2 separate regions of the Arachis hypogaea genome follow, and region 1 is linked to region 2. The links are chromatin contacts, called in public Hi-C maps. All regions are on one chromosome and are shown on one strand. The core of a region is the stretch at or near the end of the contact, and the rest is flanking DNA. Distances in the headings are between cores, read along the strand shown.

The links. A called contact is a pair of places that touch in the nucleus more often than the background predicts.
Region 1: a Hi-C map of leaf shows a contact between it and region 2, with 3 times the contacts expected there. The contact joins the promoter of LOC140176187 here to the promoter of LOC112722480 in region 2. A contact is called at or near these places in 3 of 8 Hi-C or Micro-C datasets (leaf and an unstated tissue).

What each region holds. Positions count from the first base shown.
Region 1 is chr11:123,817,362-123,825,057 of arahy.Tifrunner.gnm2.J5K5, forward strand. LOC140176187 reads left to right here and starts at 6,239. Exons shown (of 2, transcript XM_072206087.1): 1 at 6,239-7,465. The coding sequence starts at 6,239. LOC140176388 (a long non-coding RNA gene) reads right to left here and starts at 5,022. Exons shown (of 11, transcript XR_011867689.1): 1 at 4,619-5,022; 2 at 4,238-4,318; 3 at 3,552-3,655; 4 at 3,360-3,436; 5 at 2,705-2,791; 6 at 2,558-2,617; 7 at 2,362-2,470; 8 at 1,935-2,020; 9 at 1,642-1,732; 10 at 1,299-1,354; 11 at 87-474.
Region 2 is chr11:123,685,211-123,692,182 of arahy.Tifrunner.gnm2.J5K5, forward strand. LOC112722480 (transcription factor TCP15) reads right to left here and starts at 2,512. Exons shown (of 1, transcript XM_025773521.3): 1 at 281-2,512. The coding sequence starts at 2,041. The coding sequence ends at 722.

The DNA.
Region 1 (7,696 bases), core at 4,989-7,488, 140 kb after region 2:
AAAATCCGTCTGTAAGGTAAAATAGAATTTTTTTTTACTTTTTCTAATTACAAAATAAACTTGTTTTCATACAAAATAAATATAAATTTAATACAAATTTTTATCTAATTTATATTCGAATATTTATAATATTTCAAAAAATAAACAAATTCATCGTATTATCAAACTAAAAGAAAAGTACTATAAACAAGCAAGTCAATATAATTCAAAATATAAACAAAATGTATTGATCATCAACTATAATTCCTAGTATATTGTTCAACCATGCTAAAACTATCAGCTATAGTCTTCAGTGTCATCTTCATCCTCATCATCATCATAGTCCTCATCCGAAGACATTGAGGGTGGCGGTGGTGGCAGTGGTAGTGGAACTGCACTAGAATAGGTGGAGGTGGTTGAAATAGCGGCTGCGGCAGTGGTGCGAGAACTTCTATGACCCTTGACACCTTTACCCTTGACCCGAGGAGCCATGACCTACATATATATTAAAAGACTATTATGCACAAAACTCAAAAGGTTGATAGAATACAATTGACAGCAAAATATTAAGCATAGAGAGGGTGCAGAGCATAGATACACTTGTTTAGAGAGGGTGCAGAGCAGATGGATGGGTACATAAATCAAGCAAACAAAAAAGAGAATCAAGCAAACCCACTTCATAATTGATCAGCAATCTACCAATCTGCTGCTTATCAAGTTAGACAGATTTTTTTTTGCAGGCCTATAGTGTGTAAAATATTATATTTTCCCATTAAAGATGTAAACATAATCATTTTGATAAGATATCATAAGTTAGAAAAAACTTAATCACATGCTAGTTTAGACCAAAAGTGTAGTTATTTAAATATCAAATAACAAATAACAAATAACTTAGAGCTTGGATTAAAATTCAAACCTGATAACAAATAACAGTTATCTTGGCAGTAAAAATATCAAATACAAGTAAAAGAAGACAGTATCATGAATTATATGCCACAGATTAAGGCATCAAATACATCCATTAAAAATGATTCTAAAATGGGATAGATTCATATTTTGTTCTATTAATGGATTTTAAATTAGCCATGGAAAAATCCAGAACTGGGATTAGAGTAATTAAGATTAGGAAGAGGATTAATAACTGGGGTAGTGAGTAAAGGATGCAGAAGAAATTGTTTTTACAGAAGAAAATCTAGAACAGTTGAGTAATGGTCAGTTTGCATGGAGGAGTAGTACTAGAAAGGATGCAGATTTGGAGTTGAAGCAGCAGAGAGCACGCGGGGCACACAGAGAGTGAGAGAGTGAGAGAAGGGGCTCACCTCATTCGTGCACTGCTACCCTTTACCTTCCCAATGAATTTCCTTCACTACTGCCACTACAACAAAGAGAGAGATTCAATCTTCAAACCAAACTATAAGAAAGAGATTAAAAACAATAAGAAAGAATATGAAGCTTCCTAAATTTCAGAAAAGGGACAAGAGTTATGCTTTTACGTATATCTTGATCTTCTTCTCGACAACAATATCTAAGTTAACGATTAAGTTACATGACAACTAAGACATACAAATTAAGAACAATATATGTAAAGAACAATATATATATGCCTATGCTGGGGAAATTTATTTTTTAAAGAAAATACAACATAAATGATAGGAGACAAACCTCAAACTTCTTTGTTGAGCTTTGATGTCTCTCAATAATGCTATTTTCATGTAGTCAAATCCTTCTTCATCAACCAAATATCCCCTTGAATCTGAAAATGATTTTTAAGAACATTGCATATGGCATCAAAAGATCAGGTAACATAAGGGAACTCAATCCCAACAATTTTGATACGAGTACTTCTAATCTTAATCTCATGATGAATATGAAAGATAAAATCTGACATGAAAAATGCACAATAACATCATGCTGTAGGATTCCTATATTTGTAACTCATAGCAAATCAAAATTACCTGAGACTGTGATAGGAAGGGCACCATAAGCAATCAGTTTCTCCAAAACGTGCATTGCAATCTTTCCAGAACCACTCACAACACATCTAACCAAAATAGAAGAAGAGTATCCCCAAATGCAAGAATCATGAACATGTAAAACGAATCTAATTAGCGAAAAATTTACTAGTATATAATTGGTTGAAATAGCAGACAAACAATTAGTAAATGAAATTGATATACATGCAAATGGGAACATTCTAGTTTATAATATAAAGGGAGTATTAAATTCAAAGTCTTCATTCTTTGAACCACTAGAATCTTAATAGCTAGAAATAACGGTTAGAAGGTAGCACAAATGATACATGAGCCGACAACAGCAATCTTTATATGTAAGAAAAAACAGGTAAGGCTAGTTACATATTATACATAGTCAAGCAAATATTACCAGGCCATAACCAGTAGCTTCAGTTCGAAGACTGGCTCCAGACCAAAATATCCTTGGTCCTGTAAAACTTCCCTGCATAACCAACGCCAATCTCCTCTGATGGAAGGTCCTAGCAAGCAACCATTACAACAAAAATAAGATGCAGAAGAGGCTTCAAAATTAAATAGTATAAAGGATCTTATATATTTTCAATTACCTTGTCAGGACCCAAGTACCGATACATCTCACTCATGAAACTTTGACAAAATCGCATGATCTGCCAACTTATTTAAGTTACACTAAGAAATTATACAAGCAGGTGAAAAAAAAAAGGAAGGGGCGGGGGAATAAGTAGGAAAGTCACCTCATTATCACTTTTTCCTTTTGGATCAAAATCACTTCCACCTGCTGCTCCTCCCAATTTGTAAGGCGATAATGCATTCTTTAAAGTCTGCAACGAAGGGAGTAGCTATGTTGTTTACACAGTGGCTCAACAGATAAGCAGCTCAGAGTCTAGACTTTTATCTCTTTTGATAATTGAACATTTGAACCTCAGCATTTATTAATAACAAAGCTTGCCAATATACAGGACCAAGTAAGTTTCTTTATGATTAGTACTCGAATTTAAACTAACTAAACTTGCCAATATACAGGACCAAGTAAATAATTGGCAATTATAACACAACTAAAAATAGGGATCATCTAGAAATCCATAGGGGAAAGAAAATGCCAAATGAATTATAACCTGTATTAAAGCAAAACCTAAGTAACAATGCTTCTGTCACTGCTTCCAATTTTCACTTCAGAGTCTCTTAGGACAGAAAAAGCATACTCAATGCCCATGGTTGGTAACTAGTTTTACTTAAGACCCCCCATGTTTTAATATCTTCAAAATAAAGAAAGTGAAAAAACAACCATAATTCGGGGAAAAAAACACTTTCTCTTGAATTTTAATTGATGCTGCCCAGTTCAGTGCATGATTCTCAACAAACATGAAAGATATTTTTCAGTGATGTTACCTTCTCATTGATATTCCTGGCAAGCTCAAGTGCCTTTGTGTAAGCTTCACCAGCAAGAACACAGTAGTTGGCAAGCCCTGCAGTAAATGGAACGATACACAATGTGTTATGTGTTCAAAGATATTCTTATACCTCCAAATTAGTTAGAGTTTATTAAACAATGATAAATATGGTGGGAACTAATCAGCGTACCTAGAGCCTCAACTTCTCTGCCGTAAACCCTTCGACCGATCAATATAAGATCCTTTGCTATTGCCTTACTGATCAATCGAGGTAGTCTTCTTGTTGCACCAGCCCTGTCCAAATAATAATTCTATTAAGGCATTTCATTTTACATCATATGTTGATAATTGAGCTGTTGGTACACTCGTTTGAACTTGCATCAGCAGGAGAAATAAGTTGTTCTCCAAGCCAAAGCATTAAAAACATATGATGATAACCAAATCAAACAATCATTGAAAAAAGTAAAAGAAAAAAGATTCAAATTCAAATCAAGCAAATCAAGCTCAACATTTAATGTTCTTTAGTAGTGTTAATCATTTACAGTGACAATATAATTATACAGTTATGCTCACAACAAATTCAATTATGCACAATAAAAATAAACACTTTGATCTAGACTTGCATTTCAATCACCATTAGTTTTCCTTACCAGACCTCTCTCCTTCACTAATTTTCCTAGGAATTCTGTTAGAACCATCATCATTCTGTTAGAGTTTCAGTTACTCAGTTAGTGATATATTTATTACTACCACTCTGACCTAATAACACCACTCAGATTGCACAAGAGAGCAAAGCACTTTTCTTGGAAGCGAGATGTTCATTTCATTCAACGTGAAAATAAAAAAGGAGCTAAAGTGGATTGTTGAATGTATTACCCCAGAAGAATTCAGACGCTCCTCCCAAGCTTTAAAAACTGACTTAACACTTCCTGGTCTTGCCTCATTCAAAGCAGATACCTGAAAAATGATTTTATGTTTTTAACAGAATCATTGGAAGAATCAGAGGAATTTTTTACGACTCCCAATTAATAATTGCTTTGAAAGACACATAAACCATGAAACCATATAAGCACACATAAACACACCTAAGCATGATCAAAATGAACAGCAAAACCCAGCTAGGCATTTTGTCAAGCACTAACTGTGCATTACACTTTCAATGTGATTCACTCAGTAATAAGCATACATATACTCCAAATCCAACAGTGGAGAAAAAGGAGCTGTTCACAACACTAGAGAAAAATAGCATTTACTCACCGGTGGCGAGGAAGAAGGGCAGTGGCAGAAACACAACGGCGACACAGAGAGAGAAGGAGAGCGCTCGAACAGAGAAGACGGCCAACGAGCTTCCAAACGACGGCGAGGGAGCTTCCAATCACGGTAACACAGCTTCCTACGACGGCGACAGATCTTCTACGGTGGCGGTGGAGGCTGTGTCTGTGTAGGGGCTGCGGTGGCTGCGCCGCTGCGGGGCTGCGAGGTTGTGGGGGTTGCGGGGAGCTGCGAGGGCTGATGCGGGGGCTGCGTGGCTGCAGTGGCGGCAGAGTCTGCGGTGGCTGTGGGCGGCGGGCTGCAGGGCAAAGAGTTCGAAGGATGTGGGCAAAGAGTTCAAATAGAGTGTGAATGGAGTGTGAATGGGAGGTGATAAAATTAGGGTTTTCAATATTTTCGACGGATTTAATTTAAATTACAGACGGATTTTCTGTCTGTAATAATTTAATAAAACGTGCATTTTGTCTATTTAATTACAGACGGAAAATCCGTCTGTAAATTCGTCTGTAATCATTCCACGAAAAAAAATTAATTTTCCGACAGAATTATAGACGGATTTTCTTTTCCGTCTGTAATTTATGCTAATTTATTTTTTTTTGTTTTCTGACAAGAAAATCCCTCTGAAATTTCGTCTGTATTTCAGTGGGATAAAATCTGTCGGAAATATCCGTCTGTAATAATTAGTTTTCTAGTAGTGAACGCTAGTAAATGTGAAGAGAATGGAAGCAAAGGAAAAGGCAACGCAGACCTACTAAGTGTCGACCCACCAAAGGAGAAACTGACATTGGACAACCCATTCTCCGAAGAGATCACCAATTACCAGATGCCAAAACATTTCACACTACCTTCCTCACTCAAGCCGTATAGGGGGATTGGTGACCCCCGGGCTCATATTAAGAAATTTCAATCTATGATGTTCTTTAATGGCCCTAATAACGAACCTGTTCTTTGCAGAGCTTTCCCTACTTACCTTGACGGCGCTGCTCTACTTTGGTTTTTAAAATTACCTGCAGGATCAATCTCTTCCTTTGAGGAATTGGCAAAATCTTTCATAGACTACTTCGCTGCAGCACGGATATATGTACACGGATCGGACTACCTCGGCACCATCCGCCAAGGTCCCCAGGAAAGCTTGAAAGACTACCTGACCAGATTTGCAGAAGCAACAATGGAGATACCCGACCTGGATCCCGCTGTCCACCTGCATGCCCTGAAAGCCGGACTCAGACCTGGAAAATTCAGAGAAACAATCGTGGTAACTAAGCCAAAGACACTCGAAGAATTTCGAGAAAGGGCAGCAGGACAGATGAAGATTGAAGAGCTCCGTGAAGCCGAAAGAACAGAGAGAAAACAACTAAACAGAGAGGATGACAGAGCCACAAGGTCGGCAAATATCAAAGACTCCAGAAAGCCCTTCAGACTGACCCTAAAATTTGACAATTACACCGAATTCAACACAAAGAGGAAAAGATAATTAAAGAAATCCTCAGTGCTAAGATCATAAAACCTCCAGCAAGGGCAGGAAACTACCAAGATCAGCGCTTCATCGACAAAAGCAAACACTGCACTTTCCATCAGAAGTATGGACATACAACTGATGAGTGCATGATAGCTAAAGATCTACTAGAAAGACTAGCTTGGCAAGGCCTCCTCGACAAATACATCAAAGGGAGAAAGCACAAAGAGGGTAACAAGGACCGAGAAGAGCGTCATCAAGCTCCGGGGCATAAGGAGGACAACAAATGGTCGAACAACGCTCCACCCAAAAGCATCATAAACTGCATATCCGGAAGATTCGCCAGGGGAGGCGAGACAACGTCGGCGCGAAAACGAAGCTACCACGCAATGTTGGCATTCGAAGGTACAACACCACAAAACACCAAAAGTGCGCCCGACCTCAATATCACTTTTAGCCAGGAAGATATATGCTCGGCGGCACCAAACCTGGATGACCCAGTGGTAATTTCCATCCAAACAGGCGAATTACTGGTAAGAAAAGTCATTTTGGACTCAGGTAGCAGTGCAGATGTTCTTTTTTACTCTACTTTCCTAAAAATGAAATTATCAGAAAAACTCATGCAACCTTCATCTGGAGAACTGGTAGGATTCTCTGGAGAAAGGGTCCCAATTAAAGGATACATATGGTTAAAGACAATGATGGGAGAGGGCTCATTGTCACGAACCATTGATATGCAATATCTGGTAGTTGACTGCCCAAGCCCTTACAATATCATTCTCGGAAGACCTGCTCTGAACATGTTCAGGGCAGTAGTATCCACTTTTTATCTATGTGTTAAATTTCAGGCACAGGACGGTAGAATAGCTACACTCCACTCAAATCGCCAACAAGCTCGGCAGTGCTATAACGCAAGCCTGAAAAGGTCGATCGCAAGACATGAGTTCCAACAAGAGGTCAAAGCAATTCATAGCACAAACGAGGTATTGTCCCTAGCAGAGCTTGACCCCAGAGAAGACACCCAAGAAAGACCTCAGCCAGCGGACGAGCTCATGAAGGTCCCGCTGACGTCGAAACCGGAGCATGTCACATACATCAGTCAGGCACTACAAGGAAAAGAAAGATCGGAGCTCATAAAAGTACTACAAGACAATGCTGACTTATTTGCCTGGACCCCAGTAGACATGCCAGGTATAGACCCAAACATCATCTGCCACAAGCTCGCCACGGACAGAACCAGCCGACCCATAGCTCAAAAGAAAAGGAATCTTGGAGCCGAAAAGTCAAAGGCAACCCTAGAAGAAACTGGAAAACTTCTTAAAGCTAATTTCATCAGAGAAATTAGATTCACCACATGGCTCTTGAACGTGGTAATGGTAAGAAAAAACTCAGGTAAATGGCGCATGTGCGTCGACTTTACAGATTTAAATAAGGCATGCCCTAAAGATGCTTATCCTTTACCTTGCATTGATAAACTCGTAGATAATGCATCATGTTTCAAAAGCTTGAGCTTCATGGATGCATACTCTGGCTACAACCAGATCCTTATGCATCCAGAAGACCAAAGCAAAACAGCATTTATAACCGAGCATGGAAATTTTTGTTAT
Region 2 (6,972 bases), core at 1,262-3,761:
CATTTGCAATAGCAATATTATTGTTGTGTTTAAAATTAGGCAGAAGGGTAATTAATTAGCAGCAGTGTATTATATAATTATTTAAGAAGAAAATTAAAATGTTGTTAGGTAGGAAACTTAGCAATGGCGAGGGGTATGGTGGAATGGGAATGCAAGCTAAGCTAATTAAATGAGTCGTTTTCCTCTCATCATCTTCAAACATAAAAAGCATAAAATTACAAAAGCAATTATAAAAGGCTCTATGACAAGAAAGATAAAATAGAAAAAGAAGAAAAGAGAATTGCACAAACAATGATGATAAGATATCGTGTAGTGGAATGAATAACTCAAAGGAAAGGAGACAATAATTTTTTTTAACCACAAGTAAAAAAAAAATTGAAATAAGAGGGGAAAAAAATTAAAATTAAAAACATTCAGCCAAATACCCAAATGTTAAATAGTATCATCATCTCTCAAACCCTAAAAACCCTCATTCATCATCTCTTGGGATCATATTTTAACCACACCAGAAAAAAAATTTAACTTGTGGAAAATTAAATAAATAAAACTCAATTTTGGGAAGAAAGAAATTGAAAGATCAAATAGCAAACCTCTCTCACGTGTGTTAAAAAAAACACATCAAATGGATCATTCAAAGTTGTACACGATGACGACGAAGATGAATGGAATTCACAGCTTCAAGATCCTTTGAATTATTATTCGATGATGATGATCAGTATAATCAAGAGTGGTGGCTGGTACTATCGTGTCGATCATCGGTTCCATCTCGATGATGTTGATGAGAGCCACTGGCCTGAGACGATTCTGAAACTCCGATGACCGGACGGTAACTGCCGAGACCGGCGATCATATTCAAATGGCTTTCGTTGACACTGCCTCCGCCACCGGAAGAACCTAATTGCTGACTCGGCAACAAAGCCATAGGAGTAGGGAAGTTCATAAAGTGCAAACCACTGGAAACGGTTCCACGGTACAACCCACTGTTACTAACCTGCGTTGGAAACGTCCATATAGGGTCACCGCTCATAACCTGAGGGGCATTTTGGGAATTCGCCACCATCCATATGTTGGCCGGAATCTGAGCTGCGTGGCTCGCCTGAATCGCGCCTGCGCTTGATTGCAGCAGGTAGCTTCCCATTTGGTGCTGTGCTGAAGAAGATAGGTCGTGTTCCGATGGCGGCCTTCTCTTTCTCCCTAGCGAACCTTCTTCCGCGCTTGTTTCAGATAAATCCAACGTGGAAGAAGAAGAGGGAGCGCCATGGCTCTCTCTCAGTTCTTGCTTGAAAATATTTGCGGTTAGGGTTTGCTGTTGCTGTTGGAAGTTAAGGAGAGTGGTGGTGTTGTTGTTGCTGTTGTTGTTGTTGTTACTGGCGGTGGTGGTGTCGGACGAGAGGGTTATTCCGGGGAACAAGGTTCGGCGGTTTTGGAGGGGGAAGTTAGGGCTGAAGTATGAGGATCGGAGCTGGGATGGTACGGACATGGAGGAACCGCTGCTGCGGAGGGAGATGTTGAGGGACGTGAAGTTTGCGGGGATTGTTCCGGTTCCGGTGGCGGCGATCACGGCTGGCTCCGCCTGCTGGAGGAGCCACTCGATGGTCTCGCCATCGGACTTGTGGCCGAGCTCTCGTGTCAGCTGGAACACCCTGGCTGCACAGAGAGCTGGCATTCGGATGCGGCGGCCACGGCCGTCAACTTTTGTATGGCGGTCCTTGGTGGATGTCCGCTTAGGAGGAGGCTTCTTTCCAGAAGGTTCAGAGGATAAAGAAGGCTGTATTTGCTGTTCTTGTTGTAAGGCTAATTGGTTGTTGTTGCTGTTGTTATTGTTGTTGTTTGCAGTGTTGCTGTTTGGATTCGATCGGTTTGAATTCGAAGTGGATGGTTCTGCAGATGAGATAGCTAGGGAAGGGTAAGGGGAGGAAGTTGAGCATGACGCTGCTTCTTGATCTTCTTTCTTCTCTAGAAGTTGGAAGGGGAAGTTCTGTCGGTGGTGGTGGTGTTGGTGATGATGGTGATGGTGGTGGAAGTCATCACCTCCCTCCATGATCGCATGAAGAGTCCAAAAAAGAAAATAAAATGAAAAAAAATAATAATAAAAGCTTGGGTCAGTTGAGTTTATAAGTGTGTTGAGTTTATTGTGTGTGTTGATGTTGCTGAAGTTTTTTTTCTTTTTTCTTTTTTTGAAAGAGAGTGAAATGAGTGAGTTTTGTAGTTAATAATCTATATATGTGGTGGGTCTTTGTGAAGAGAGGATTGTGTAAACTGTGTATAGTTTATGTTTGGTTTGGTTTGGTTTCTTTGTATATAGGGCAAGGAATTTTATTTGCTTTGAAATTGATGAGTGAGAGAGAGAGAGAGAGAGAGGAGAGGTGGGAGGGGAAGAGCTTTAAGCAACAAAGATAATGAGTGGGAATTATATTGGTGAGCTTTAAAAAGCATGATATTTTTTATTTTTCCAATTTGCTTTCTTTCCTTCATGTGTTGTACTGTATGTATGTATGTATGTGCTGTGTTTGAGAGAGCTTTTTAAATTTTAATTAATTAAATAAACAAAGAAACATAAACATATGTATGGATATTATGTAGAATTTTTTCTTTTTGATGGTTTGGTTTATTGAATATTGATAATGATAAGCTACAGCTAAACTTGAATTGGAAAAATAGAGTTAAATGAATTGTTGTGTAAGTGTATGGGTTCAGAGATCCACGTGAGGTGCTCTTTTTACGATTCAATCCATAAAGACAATGGTGGCCGATGTGGGACCCGATCCCAAGTCAAAAAATTGAAAGACCTGTAAAGGAAAAATTATCAAGGTGGGTCCCTTCCCATTCAAGTAATCATTTCGTTTTGCCTTTGCCCTTTGCCCTTTGCCTTAGGCCCCTTTCCCCTTTTCCCCTTCAACTTTGGGATTCCTCAATTCCCCTTTGCATTTTGCATTTCCAACCCTTCTTTTTTCTTCATTCTTCTTTCAATTACACACAAATTAACCACCCCTCCCTCCCTTCAACCTAATAATCTAACATAGCTATCATTAACACACGTATCATAAATAATAATCATCATTCATTATTATTTCTAATGCTTACAAATTATTTGTGTGTGTGTGTTGGGCCAAGCAAGAAGCTGCTAGCTATATGGGGCTACTCATTTAGGAGGATTAATTATCTAAATTTGGGTTCATGCTTATAGCTAGGCATGTTTATTTTTTATATATATATAATTATAATCAAACACATTAATATAATAATAGCAGGCATGCATGTCTCTCTACTACTTGCATGTGATGTGCACATATTATGAATTCCGCTTTCTCAATTGAACTTGAAATGAAATCAAACAAAACAAATAACATCCTTTGCTACCATTAGGATCGGAATCATTGAAACACATTTAAGGGGAGAGAAAAAGACAACATATACAATTGAGAATGGAGTTTTTTGGAGTAACACAAAAGAAAAAAAAATCTATATAAGATTATCTTCTTTAGAATTAGGACCACCAAGTGGCACATGGAAATGGGATCTAAATCCTTGTAAAGTTTCAGAGAGAACAAGCAGTCACTATATTATGCTGTATATATTGGGAGGTCTATTTCAACAACTCTACTACTATTGGATATGTAGCTTGCTAGAAACTCATTTCATAAGTGGTGAGGTTTTATTTTGTTCATTCAATTGGAGAGTTGAGGCTGACATACACACTCTTATAATTGAGTGCTTTCTTTTCTTTTCCTCTATTCTGATCATGTCATCCATCACCAATCTCCACACACACATACAAATACAAATACAAATACAATTATACCATTCCCAATTTCCTTTTCTTTGCATTTATGAACACCCTATTCTTTCTTGTTTTAGAACTTGCCATTGACCACAAAAGCAACATTAAATTGACACTTAGCCTGGACTTTATGTGACATACATGCATGTAATATAATAATATTATATTACTTAATCTATTCTAAAAATTTTAAACATATTAAACTAAGAAATAAAAAAAATAATACTGGAAAATTAACACTATAATAGTTAATTTTAGCTAACAGTATAATAAGTTGCAAATAAATCTAATACGAAATTCAATAAAGATGAATTTTTATTAAGTTTAAATTTTAAATATTTTTAATTAAATTTTGAATTTTGAATATTTTATTTTTAAAAATTTCATATATTTTTTTTATGTTAAGTATTGATTGTAATATTGATTATGTAATGTTAACTCATGCGACTTTCTCTCAATGATATTACCGATTGATCATCAAGTAATAGGCTAATTTATCTATCCTTTTACTAGTACGGGAAGCTAAGAGAAGAGATAGTGATGGTTATTATTATATTCAAATAATGAAATTAAAATTGAACCCCATCTAAAAAGATACATATATCAATGCTAAAAAGTAATTAAGACAATGATTCTTGAACTCTCTCGGGCTTCTCCCCGGACCGGGAATATATCCAAACTATTCCTTTTTTTCCCATCTTAGTTTCTTCGAAGTTGTATATGTATGTTCTTCCACGCACCTATCTATCTACATGATGGAATCAAATAGTTTATGCTTTGAATTTTGAAATTCATAGGAGTGAAAATCGAGTTGTACTTTTAGTTAGCAGTCTTAAATAGTGAAGTTGCCTCAGTTATTATCACATGCAAGCGAACCCCTCATGAATAACGACAAAGAATCCCTTCCCCCTACGGAAAATAGCTCTTTCTTTTTTTTTTTTATTGCTCATATACATATATTCATCAAATAATTTATTGTGACATGGCTTCAAAAGTTAAACAAGCTAAGCACGACAAATTAATAACGTTAATTCCAATTAACCGGCGTTTACCTTTTACCTTTTCATGAATTCTAATTTGTCATTATATAATCTACTTTGTTTGACCCATATATAATTTGTCATTAATTAATATAATAAAGCACGCATATCAATAGCTAATGGCAGCATTGCAGCTTAGTGGAAGTTGATTTTCAATTTTGTTGGAACGAAGAAGTGGTGGAAATTGAAATGAAATAATTAAAAATGGTTAAACGAGTTGAATTTATTATGTTAGGGGGAGGAGAGAGTTGAAAGTGCCCACGTGAGATTCCTCAGCTTTTTACAGCATATTATGTTGTAAAAGCTCTTGTCGCGAAATTACATGCCAAGAAAGGCAAAGACTAACGTACCGACAAGTTGACAAAAACTTAAAACGCTCTCTTCCATTCTTGATAATGACTCTAAAACGCAATAGTAAAATTTCCTAGTCAAAATCAAACTTATATCATCAATCTTGTTCTTGTGTTCTATAAAATGCATCAAATCTTATATTTTGGGCCTAACCACCTAGATAATGTTTCCGATCCCTTCACACAACAACCAGAGTCAGCTTGTTCTTTTTTTATTTTCGTATTTTTTTTATACAATTTTAAAATAGAAAATACAAAAATAAAAATAATGAAAGTATATAAATCAATTAAACCTTAATTTTTATCATTCTTATGGTACTTTTTTTTTCACCACATGCAAAATTCTCATTTATATTACCAGATGAATACGTTTGATTATATATCTAAGTAAATATCTTTTCCATCTTTAACTATTTATCTGTGAGACATGTCGCTTTCAATCATTTCTAAACCCCTAAACGGTCCTCATCCTGAAGAAGAATTGGACAAGCCGCCTCCCAAAACCAATTAGCAGAGTGTTGCCCATATAATGTATCAGTTTGTGGTGATGTGGCAAATGTGTCAGCGCCACATCACAAGAAAAAATTATTATAAAGACTAATTGTCCCTCCCCAAATACCTAACGTCATCGGAGATGGAGAGTGAGAGAAGTATAAGAGACATTGAACTCTTTGGCTTTCCATTAATATTCTTCGTTTACTCACACATTCATAAAAAAGTCTTAAAACTTTGTCTTCCTCCTTTGTTTCCTTCCAAATTATAGTGACATCGTTGCATGTGGTGTTTCTGGAGATGATACGTTGATAAAGTTGAAAAGGACAAACAAAGTTAGTTGTTACTTTCTCGCACTCATACTCTCCCTATCCTTGTTTTGCTTTTTGTTGTATTATGATGAACTCATTTGATGAGTGATTTTTGTTCGAAACTAAGCTAACTATGCGATTTTGATGTCTTCGTGGAATTCTATGGTGAGCTAGAGTTTCGTGTATTGTTATCTGTACGAGCTAGAATACAAGATATAATCTTGATTAGTATGTTCTGTTTATTTTACTAGGTGATGTTTTATGTCTATTGTTTTTCTATGTTGAAAGTTTGATAAACAATTTAAATGAAATATTGTGTTATTTATGTAAATGCCTATTTTTGTTATTTTTGTGTTCAATCATGGTGAAAGGTTCGAAAGAACTACAAAGGGTGAGTTACGCTATAAAGATGGCAAAGTAGAGAAATTTTCTTTAATAGATGTGGACGTCGTCAATAAGAAGGATTTGGAGGAGTTGTTTAGAGGACTAAGATATCTGGAGTATAAGACCATGTTCTGGCATGATCCAACTGTGCTGGTGTTTGAAAATGGGTTGCATGTGCTCACTGGTGACAAGGAAATAAATGAAATATGTGACTTTACACTTAGACACAACCTGAAACAATTCTTCTTATACTTTGAGCATCATGTAGATCAGCCTTGCATTCTCGAAGACAATGTGGTGGTGGAAGACTTTTCTGAAGAAGATTTTATACAGGAGATAGCTTCTTTTGATGATGATCCTTTGGTTGATGTAACAAGAAAGAAATACCTCAATCTAATTTGTTTACTAGTTTAGAAATTAAATCAAAGAAACTCACTCAACTTTAGGTTAAATAAAGAAAACTCTAAATCCTCTGACATAAAATTCAAATTAGTAACTAAATAAACAAAATTAAAATACGTAAAATTAAATTAAAAATTCGTCATATCACGAACATTTGGATGAAACAAATATCACTTCTAAAAATCTAAAAAGAATATTTAGTCTCTACGTGT